Regions from separate parts of the Mus musculus genome. Here all the other regions are linked to region 2. The links are chromatin contacts, called in public promoter capture Hi-C maps. All regions are on one chromosome and are shown on one strand. The core of a region is the stretch at or near the end of the contact, and the rest is flanking DNA. Distances in the headings are between cores, read along the strand shown. Region 1 holds the start of Brd1 (bromodomain containing 1). Region 2 holds the start of Sbf1 (SET binding factor 1). Region 3 holds the start of Zbed4 (zinc finger, BED type containing 4).

What was found. Promoter capture Hi-C pulls out the DNA fragments that hold promoters and counts their contacts.
Region 1: a contact with region 2 is called in a promoter capture Hi-C map of liver. The contact joins the promoter of Brd1 here to the promoter of Sbf1 in region 2. A contact is called at or near these places in 16 of 39 promoter capture datasets (the 3T3-L1 cell line, 3T3-L1-derived adipocytes, the C10 cell line and 10 more), 4 of 115 datasets of contacts at active chromatin or transcription factors (double positive thymocytes, embryonic stem cells, memory CD8 T cells and 1 more) and 2 of 9 other capture datasets (adipose tissue and liver).
Region 3: a contact with region 2 is called in a promoter capture Hi-C map of liver, with 4 times the contacts expected there. The contact joins the promoter of Zbed4 here to the promoter of Sbf1 in region 2. A contact is called at or near these places in 13 of 39 promoter capture datasets (the 3T3-L1 cell line, 3T3-L1-derived adipocytes, the C10 cell line and 6 more), 1 of 484 Hi-C or Micro-C datasets (embryonic stem cells), 2 of 115 datasets of contacts at active chromatin or transcription factors (double positive thymocytes and memory CD8 T cells) and 1 of 9 other capture datasets (liver).

Annotation. Positions count from the first base shown.
Region 1 is chr15:88,732,261-88,735,553 of GRCm38.p6, reverse strand. Brd1 (bromodomain containing 1) reads left to right here and starts at 1,335. Exons shown (of 13, transcript NM_001033274.3): 1 at 1,335-1,625. Gm41377 (a long non-coding RNA gene) reads right to left here and starts at 1,433. Exons shown (of 3, transcript XR_875560.2): 1 at 1-1,433.
Region 2 is chr15:89,313,537-89,316,652 of GRCm38.p6, reverse strand. It overlaps Sbf1 (SET binding factor 1), which reads left to right and starts at 1,342. Exons shown (of 41, transcript NM_001170561.1): 1 at 1,342-1,591. The coding sequence starts at 1,537.
Region 3 is chr15:88,750,021-88,753,442 of GRCm38.p6, reverse strand. Zbed4 (zinc finger, BED type containing 4) reads right to left here and starts at 1,732. Exons shown (of 3, transcript NM_181412.3): 1 at 1,641-1,732.

The sequences.
Region 1 (3,293 bases), core at 86-2,585, 580 kb after region 2:
GTCTTCACCCCCATTTCAAAATACTTACAGATGAGTCTCATAATGAAAATTCTCTAGAAGCCACTAACTTTTAAACTAAGGACAAAGTAGACGGAACAAGCTGGAGAGTAAGACCAGTGTCCCTAAGCACCAACCCAAAGGGCCCTGATTTCAAAATCTTCAAGCCTTTTACAGCAGAGGTTCTCAGCCTGTGGGTCACAACCCTTTTGGTCCTGCATATCAGATATTTACATTCATAACAGTATTGAAAATTATAGTTATAAAGTAGAAGTGAAAGAATTTGATGGCTGGAGGCCATCACAGCATTGATCAGCAGCAATAGGACTGTTGAGAACCACTGCTGTAAGTGTTACCAGCTCCTTGGTAGGGATGTCAATGCTTAAATACTTCTATGAGTACAATGCTTATAAGAGGAAGGCCTAAGTCATGGGTGGTGGGCCATGCCTTTAGGGAGGCCGATCTCTGACTACATAGTGAGTTACAGTCAGAATTACATAGTGAGAGTCTGTCTCAAAACAACAAAACCAAAAATCAGGCAACCAAACAATCAAACCACCACCACCAAAGTAAGTAAGAAAGGTAGACAGACAGACAGAAAGAAAGAAAAGAAGAGGAAAGCCTGAGTTGGAGGCATGCCCCCAGACCTGGCTGCCCATAGTTTGAGATTGCTACTACTTGTCCCAGTCACTAGTCATCCTCAAGTCCTTTCCATACCCTCCTCTACCCAACCACTGACCTCGTGCCCTTGTTAATGCCTTTCTAGTGCCACCTTAGGGTTCCCCAGTCCTAGCCATTTATTCCTCAAATAAATCCACCCTTGTTTGGTGATCCCCTCCATCACGGCCCTCATTTCCATTCCCTCCTAACTCATCCTCCGTGAACCACGCTGGTCACCAGACACTATCAGAACCCCACTTCCCCCCCTTAGGATGCATCTCTTGATTCTCTCAAAATACCACTCCCTTGGAAAGCAAGCACTCTCAGGAAACTCCACCTGGCTCTCTAGGGTCAGCATTCTTGCTCTACTCAGTGCCATTGACCCCATAGTAAACACCATTCATCTGGTTACCCTTCTCTTACAGCAGCAGTCCTTCATCCTCAGGAACCCTAGCCTGTCTCCCCCAGAATTCTCCTCCTAGTCACCCCACTTTTGTAGCACTCCTCCCCCATCCGGATCCCCACCCTAACACCCTTCCTGGTCACCCCACTCTCTCCTTCGCGTCCCGCCCCGCCCCCTTATCCCGGCTTGGCGCGGCGCGCGTCGTGGCGGCGGCGGGCGGGGCGCGTCTCGCACGCAGCGCGCCGGGCGGAGCGCTCGCCGCATTGTTTGCTTCGCTGGGGAGCGAGCAGCGCCTCGGCAGGCGTCCGAGCAGCTCCGCGTCCGCGTCCTCCGCCCGGCCGGGCCCCGAGCCGGCCTCAGCCGGCCGTGCCGGCGCCGCCGACCCCGCCCGAGCCGCGGCGCCCTGCGGGCCCGGAGCCGCTGGCCGAGCGCGCCCCGGAGCCCGGCGGGGCACGGCTGCGCGGCCGTTGGCGGAGGAGCCGCGGCGCCATTAGCGCCGCCTCGGCCGCGCCGGCCTCCGCGCCCGCCCGCCCGCCGGGCTCCCGCGGCCGCGGCGCCCCCGAAGGTGAGTGTCTGACGGTCGCCGTTCGCCGCCCGCCTCGCCGGCCGGGGCGGAGGTGCAGGCGCCATGTTTGGAGGCGGCAGCGGCGGCTCCGCATTGTCCGCGGGCGGGGAGGCCGGAGAGTCGGGGCGGCGAGGCCCCGAGGCCGTGAGGCCTGGCGGGCGCGGGAGCCGGAGGGACCGAGAAGGCCGGGCGGACGTGCGCCGCCGTGAGCCGGCGCGGCCGGGGACGCCGGAGATCGGTGCCGGCGGCTCGCCCAAGAGGCCGGGTTCGGGAGGCGAGGCCGCGGCGAGATCGCGGAGGCGGAGGCCGCAGCCGGGTGGGGGCGGAGAGGGACACGGAGGCCGCGGCGGGGTCGGGGAGACAGAGGAGTAGAAGGAGGCCGCCGCGGCGCGGGAGGCGCGGCCAAGAGAATGGAGCGATCGGCAGGGCTCAGTAGGCGGGGAGGCCGCCGGGCCGGGCGGGCGGGCTCTGGGCAGCTCGGCTGTCTGGGCGGCTGGGGCGGCCGAGGGGCCGGGCGTCGGACAGCGGAGGAGGCGGAAGGCCTGGGGTCTCGTGGCGTCTGCCCACGTCCTCGCCCGTAGCCTTGGCGGTGCGGAGCGGGTCGCATTATGTAACAGATCGGTCCGATCTATTTTGCCAAGACAGGAAACTCCCTTGAAGAGGGACGGGCTCGGAAGATTTCCTAAGTGGAGCGGGGCCTGGTATCTCCGGAGCAAGCCCGCAGCTCCGCCACAACTCCGTGGATGAGTGCAGGAAACGCCGAGAAACGAGCGCGCGTGCGCGGCTTTCTTGGGCCTTTAGGAGAGAAGCAACTTTCCTGTGCGCTTAATTTGCAGAAAACGCAGCTCCTCATGGTGCCCTGCAGTTGTGACACACTTACACACACCTAGGAAACGGCCCCCCTTCATGGAGGACATTCACTTCACCCAGCTGCGACTGTTTTAGAGTATCTGTCATCTGGTAACAAGTAGTTACAGAATTTCCCTATTACTTAGTTACTGTTTTATCACTTGTTGGGTCGCGTGCACTGTCCTGAGTCTGTGTTTTTCTCTCCGGATGGTCACCTTAGAGTAAGGTGTGTCTCTTTCCTGTGTGCTTTTACGGTGAGGGGTGGAAGCTAGGAAGAGTTTAAATGGCTTGTCCGCAAACCGGGCCGGAAATGAACGGAGCTGATTTTGAGCATGGAGTCTTTCCCCTCGTTTTGCCGGCAAAGCTTTTTAGGATGCGTTTAGCCCAGTGATTTCTGGAGAAGCATGCTTGTTGCCTTTGCTGATTCCTCCGTGGAGAGATGCTTGTTCCTGCATAGAGCCAGAGGGGTAAAGTGCTGGGTATATGAAAATGAGGAAGTAGATGAGATTGTTGGTCACTGTGCCGGGCAGTACTGTTACATGTCCGCTTTCCCCTGGTCACAACTACCTTTTCAAATTACAGAGTAGCTGTGGCCATTAAGTATTAGGTTCAGTTCTTGTAGAAAAGTGGTTTAAAGACAGTCCTTCAGTGCTCACTAGAAGAATGTGGGATTTGACAGGCTGGCTACAGTACTTTACTGGAGAGGAGAAAATTACATGTTTGTCTTTAATCTGGGAGCTGTTGCTTCTGCCCGTGGTTCTTTTTGGGAAGGATATGGTGCTGACACCTGGATTTGCACCTATCTCGACTTAGGGATGC
Region 2 (3,116 bases), core at 93-2,592:
CTTTCCTAGGACAGTCTTTTCCTCTTCCCCTCTTTTATTTATTTTTATTTTATCTTATTTTTTTCAAGACAGGGCTTCCTGGCTGTTCTGGAACTAGCTCCGTAGACCAGGCTGGCTTCAAACTCCATCTGCTTCTGACTCCCAAGCGCTTTAATTAAAGGCGTGCGCTGCCACCACCACCATGACCACCAAGCTCATCCCCCTCTCTTAAAAAAGACATTTTCACTTTATGTGTATGGGTGTTTTCCCTGCATGTATGTCCACGCACCACCACAAACACGTTCCGGAGGCCAGAAGGGGGCGACAGATCCCCCTGGACCCAGAATTGCAGGCGAGGGTGCTGCAAATCCAGCACAGATTCCCATAACCTCTAAACTATCTCTCCAGAAAGGCCCTTATATCTCCTGTTTTTTGGACACATGGTTTCCTGATGAAGCCAAGGAGACTGGACTGGAATTCATGAACGACCTGCTTCAGCTTCTCAAGGGCCGAGACTCTTTATACACGTACACTGACGACTGGACTCGTCTCTCCTGAGATTGCTTTCATTCATTCTCCAGATCTTGCAGGTGGAGGGAACACGATGCTAATAGGTGGCTTGTCTTTCAGTTCTCACAGAAAACTAAACTCATCAACAAGCAAGCCTAGTCCTCCCCCTTTAATCTCCTGGTCAAGGACCTTGCCTCTCCTACAAGTGTCCATTCCTGTATTACTGCAAGAGGCCTGGCCAACCCCCTGACCTCCAGGGCGATCCAACTTCGCAGGAAGGTGACTCAAGCTGGAACTTTTTTTTTTTTTTTTTTAAATGCAGGTGTTGGATATCCCATCCATCCAATGGTGAAATATCTAGCTGCCCCTTTTTGCACTAGGAACTTAAAAAAAAAAAGCCTGTAAAGTCTTTCCCTTGGCCACCATAAGATTGGCAGGGTGAGTGGCGAAGCCATGACACTCCTCCATCCCCCAGCTCGGTCCTCTAGTTTGGGAGACTGGCTGGACAAGGCCTGAGCTCCACTGGTTTGCTTCAGGCAGACTGAGCTGGACCACGCCCCTGACCCTCGGAGTTAGGCTCTCCCAAGGGTGAGGTCCAGGTCTCCCTTCATTCCGGGGCTTCAGTTCCGACGGGGAAGTATGCCCTAATCCTGACCGGTGGTGCTTCAGGTCGAAATGTCGGCCGCGGGACCAGGGTAGCTGACCCGCCCCGGCCGCCGTAAGCTTCACCCGCCCAAAGGGTTGAGCCGGTCCTTGAGCATGAGGTAGTAGGCGGGGCAGCGCCCTCTGGACCCGCCCCATGCGGAGTGGCCCAATGGAAGCGCACTGTGCCAGGTCCCGCCTACACGGGAGGGGCAGAACTGCGCAGGCTCCTGAAGCGCCCGGGCGGGCCGGCTGGCTGGGAAGATGGCGGCGGAAGCCCTGGTCAGCGGCGCCGCAGAGGAGCGGGCCCGGGGTGTCCCAAGTGTGCAGCTTAGGGCCAGCGCCGGGCCATGAGCGCGCCGCCATCGAACCCTCGAGCCGTGGAGCCCGCCTGCGCCCCTTGCCATGGCGCGGCTCGCGGACTACTTCGTGCTGGTGGCGTTCGGGCCGCACCCGCGCGGTGAGTCTCAGCGCCGAGGGGGACGAGCTGGGGGGGACTGAGGGACTGGGACTGAGGACTCGAAGCTAAGAAGACCCGGCCGGAGGCAGGGTCAGGAGTTGGGGCCGAGCTCTCGGGGCTCTCGAAAAGAGGCCTCCGTAGTTATTGGCCACGGTGGCGTCGGGGCAACCCGCGAGGACCCCGGACGACATGGCCTGTGTAAGAAACATCCCTCCTACACCTGGGCACCTGCGTCGCTGTTCCGAGGTGGGCAGGGGCGTGTCGCTCGGGCGTGGGAGGCTGGAGGACCCTGCTGCAGTTCGGTCTCCCCGATTCCAAGTTGGGTGGGATGGGCTCACCCCGCCTTGGCCGCCTGCCGGTGGCTGGGTCTGGGAATTTCAGAGAGGGGGGCGGAACGTTTTCGTCTTCCAGCTTCTCTGACCCAGTGCTAGGTCTGAAGCCTCAAGCACCGCTTGATGGGGTGCAGTGGAGGGGGAGGGGTTCGTCGGTGGTATGGAGCCGGACTTCAGACGAAAGTGTCACACTTGGAGGAGAGCATTCCTGGTGTTCAAGCCTCTAAGCCAGGCCCCTCAGCGGGGGATCAGTGTGGTGATCTAGGAGGCCCTGATCTGGAGTCAGCACCTGTGTCTGAGAGCCCTTCAGTCCTGGGGGTAGGAGAAAACGGAGCCTGACAGTGACATCAACCACAGCCATGGAGACAACAGTGTTGGGGGGTGTTGGCTGGAGTCCTCAGTGTGCCAGGCCCTGCACAACCCTTTGTGTGTATGATCTCATTTCTCCCAATAGCCCACTGAGATTGCCTTGCTGTTGCCCTATCTTCAGCATAGAATCTGGCATAGAGAAGTTGAGTGTGTGGGTCTGGAATGGAGGCTGGGACTTGTACTCTGGCTGTCAGAGTCCACCTGCAGAGGGGCGGTATCTTAGGGACAACTGTGGCCAGATGAGGTAGCCCCTTAATCCCTAGATGTAATGCTTCCTACCGTGTTCCAGTTATCTATTCCACACAGTTATTCTGCTGCTTCTCAGACCAGCTGTCACTGTCACCATTCAGGACCCAAACTTTCTTCTTTGCCTTTCTTCTTGCTAAGTCTCCACTAGGACTGTTCCTTTGTTTAATGTCCACATGATGGACCCTGTATGCACTGGAAAACACCACCACCACCACCACCACCACCACCACCACCTCTGTCTTCAGATCTGTTCAGTACCCTCGCTTCTTTCTGCTCTCATGTATTCAAGTCTATATCTTTTGGCACTCAGTCCCGAGCATCTGTCTTTCCCTCCAAAGAGGGAGTTCTCAAAGGCAGAGACCACATTGTGTTCATCCCCCTGTCCTCCTTGAGCAGGAGGCTTGCCACCAGTGTTGTACTGGCACACACAGGGAGAACCTGTGCTCCAAGGCATAAGTGAAGGCCAGTGAGGTGCCTCCTCTGGAACGGAGGAGGAGTACTGCTGGAGAGTGAGGAAACCAAGCTGGCTGAGGGCTGGCTGGGGTCTCGGGCTGGGCGCTGGGCCAGGGCTGGAG
Region 3 (3,422 bases), core at 483-2,982, 560 kb after region 2:
ACACAAATGCAGGCAAAATACCAACACACATAAAATATATTATTTAGAAAAAAAAAATCCCTCTTCTGGGGCTACAGAGATGGCCCCACAGTTAAGAGCACTGGCGCTCTTTCAAAGTACTTGGGTTCAACTCCCAGCACCCACATAGCAGCTCACAGCTATCTATAATTTCAGTTCCAGGAGGATCTGACATCCTCACACAGACAGACATGCAAGCAGAACACCAAAGCACACCCAATTAGTAAATAATTTTCAAAAATTATTTTGAAGAAGAAAAACGGAGTCCCTCTTCTGGGGCTAGAGAGATGGCTCCTCTTGAGATGATTAAGAACAGTTCCAGAGGGCCTGGGTTCAATTCCATTCAGTCACAGGCAGCTTACAACCGAAACTGTAACTCTAGTTATAGGGGATTCAACATTCCCTCAGAGACATACTTGTAGGTGAAACACCAATGAACATTAAAAATAAGAGATTAAAAAAAGTTCCCTCTTCCAAAATATGTCTAGGTTTGTGTAAATTGATGAAAACCTATCAGCACACTGAGACTTTGAAACTTCCTAAAGATTCAAAAAAATTTTTAACTAGATCTTCTCATGAAAATAAAAGCCACACAAAAAGTCTATATAAAAATTTATATAGAAAAAAGTTTATATAGATTACAGAAAGCATGCACCAATGTCTTCATGCACAAGCCACTCCCTCAGGGTGTAGAGCCAAACTTGTAGCTTCTCAATTCTGCTTAGCATGGAATTAATTCGTGCCTTGCAACTACGTTTATTCAGAGTACTAAAAAAAAAAAAAAAAAAAAAAAAACTCAAAACTAAAATTTCCCTGGTCTTATTAATTTTTATCACCACGATATAAAGGGGAAAATTTCTTTCTTCCTACCAAGTCACAAGAATGTACTTGCCTTGGCTGACTGGCTTTACGAAGCCAGAAGGCACAAGTGTCCTTTTAAAAACTACACTTAATCTTATCCTAATTAACTTCAAAAACAAATGACTTCCCTTTTTACAAACGCCAGAACCGCGACAGCCGCTCCTCCTGAGGCTCGGCGCTGCAGGGACTTGAAAAGACGCGCTGGAGCCTCGTGAGAACCTCCAGACGGAGAGCGAGGACCCGCAGCCATCCCGGGCAGAAGCGAGTGGGTCGCACCAAAAAGGACAAAAGGAACAAAAAATGACGGCAGGTACTGCGACCGTGAAGACGCTACGGAGCCAAAGCGTTGAGTTAAGTTTCGTTAAGCCTCCGCGGTCAGACCCAGACGCACACGCTTCAAGCTAGGCAGGCACCAAGAAGCGTGACACCGACCCGTGTCACCGCCGTGCCGCCTGCCTGCGCCCCTTCCTGGACACGCGCGCCCACCGGCACCGGCTTGGGGGACGCCACGACGTGGCGGGAGCCCGGCACCTGACGAAAGGTCCCACGGGGCGTCCCGCGGTCGCTCCCCTCCGCGGCCTGGGCCCGCCCGCGGCGCGAGGCGCAGCTGTCAGAGGCCGGGCCGGGCTGGGCCGGGCCGGGCGCAGTCTCGGGACACAGCCTCCACCCGGCCCGCCGCGCACGGACAATGGCGCGGTTCCCCAACCCCTGCGCGGCGCCGGCCGTCGAAGACGCCACTGGAGCGTCCCGCGCGCACTCACCTGAGGCGCCGGCTCCGCGCTGCGCTGCGCGGGCCCGCGGGCTGCGAACAGCGCGACGGGCGCGCCCATTCATTAGCCGCTTTGTCTGCCCCCGCCGCCCCTCCCGCCGCCCCAGCCCCGCCGCCCGCGACGCCGCCGGACGCTGCGCCCCTCCCAGGGCCCCGCGCGGGTCGGGGGCGGGGCCCGGGGCGGGGCTGTCGTGCGCAAGCGCAGTCCGTGCGCACCTGCCCCGCCTTGGGGGGGGATGCCTAGAGTACGGCTGGATGGGCCCCGGCTAGGCAAACGGGGCGGAGCTACGAAGACTACGCAGGCGCAGTTTCCCCTCGCCCCATCTCCGGAGGTCAGGTTACTCCGGCGCAGTCTCACACACACGAGGTCTGGTCGCTGGCCTCCTCCGTCAAACTACGCAAGCGCGGTCTGGCGCACCTGCCCTGTCGGGCGTTCGGTCCGAAGACTACGCAGGCGCAGTCGCCACGGCGGTTGGTTGGAATTGCTGCGCGTTTGAGAAGCGCGCGTTCTCAGTGGTTTCTTCTTAGGGCTTGGCCGTTAGGGTGGTCCTGCGCTCTCAACGGCTGGCCGCGGAGCTTCCGGGCTTGTGGTCAAGGCGGGCGCCTTCTCCGGGGGCGTTGCGCGCAACCACTTTCAGTAGCCCTTGGGTGGAGGCTAGACACAGCAGGTGCTAGCTGCTCAGGGCCTGGGGCCATGTTTGGGTAAAAGAAATAAGGAGCTGAACATTGAACGCCCCAGTTCAGATGCCTGTGCGGACCATGTAATTTCTGCAGGTGGAATTTATCCCAGAGGTCCTTCTCTGATGACACTTTAGACCACAGCTTGTTCTCTTATGCGGGAGTTCTGTCCTACGCCCATCTCCTGTTCTGCGTGTTTAGGAGTTTCCTTCTGTGATTGAGGTGGTGGTGGTGCGGTCGGGGGAGGCGTCGAGTGCTGATGTCACACCTTGCTTACCCTGATTCACCATCACTGGTCAATGGACATGGTTTGGGATTCTGTGTCTTTAAGTTCAAGGGAAGGTGGTTGGGCTGCCAGTGCACTGCTGGTGGAAGTCATCATTGGTGTGGAACCCTGAGCCTGGCTTCTGTCTTCTTCGCCTTCCATTCAGGGAAGCTGATGTTTGTGGTGGAGGTGGTGGCTCCATATGAGACTCAATGGGGAACAGCAGAAAGACCTGGGTGGAGGTCCTCAGCTAGCAGGTTCCCGTAGGGTACAGAAGTTTTTTCCCAGTAACCTTCCTCTCCTTGTTATGCCCCTCGTACCCTACACCCCAGAGGAAAGAGAACATCTGCCTTCATGAAGGATTTCCGAAGCCCCAGGAGAACTGTTGAGACATGGGTTCTTGAGCTATAGAGCTAAGGGGTAGCGCCTAGAACAAGTAAAGTAGCTAGGAGAGAGTTTGAGCTTTAGCTTAGGATGTCTCAGCCCAGCCGGAAAGTCTTGACGAGCTTCCATTTGTTTATACAGAAGCACCTGCACAAACTCTTCACCTGGAGATGGCCCCTCTGTGCTCCTAGCCCTGCACAGGCTGTGCAGGGGAAGAAGGAAAACGGGAAGTAGAAGACAATGAGGGTGCTTGCCTGGAGCGCACGGAGCAGGCTTACCCTTCTGGAACTTGAATAGTGTCAAGATGTCGAGGGGTTTTGGAGGGTTAGGAAACTGCGTGTCCACAGAGACCGTGTAAAAGGCAACCGCCACCTTAGACAAAAGATGGTAACACTTGAAATTCTACCTGGCTCTTATTTGCTATGTTAGAATGAGGCAGTAGGTCTA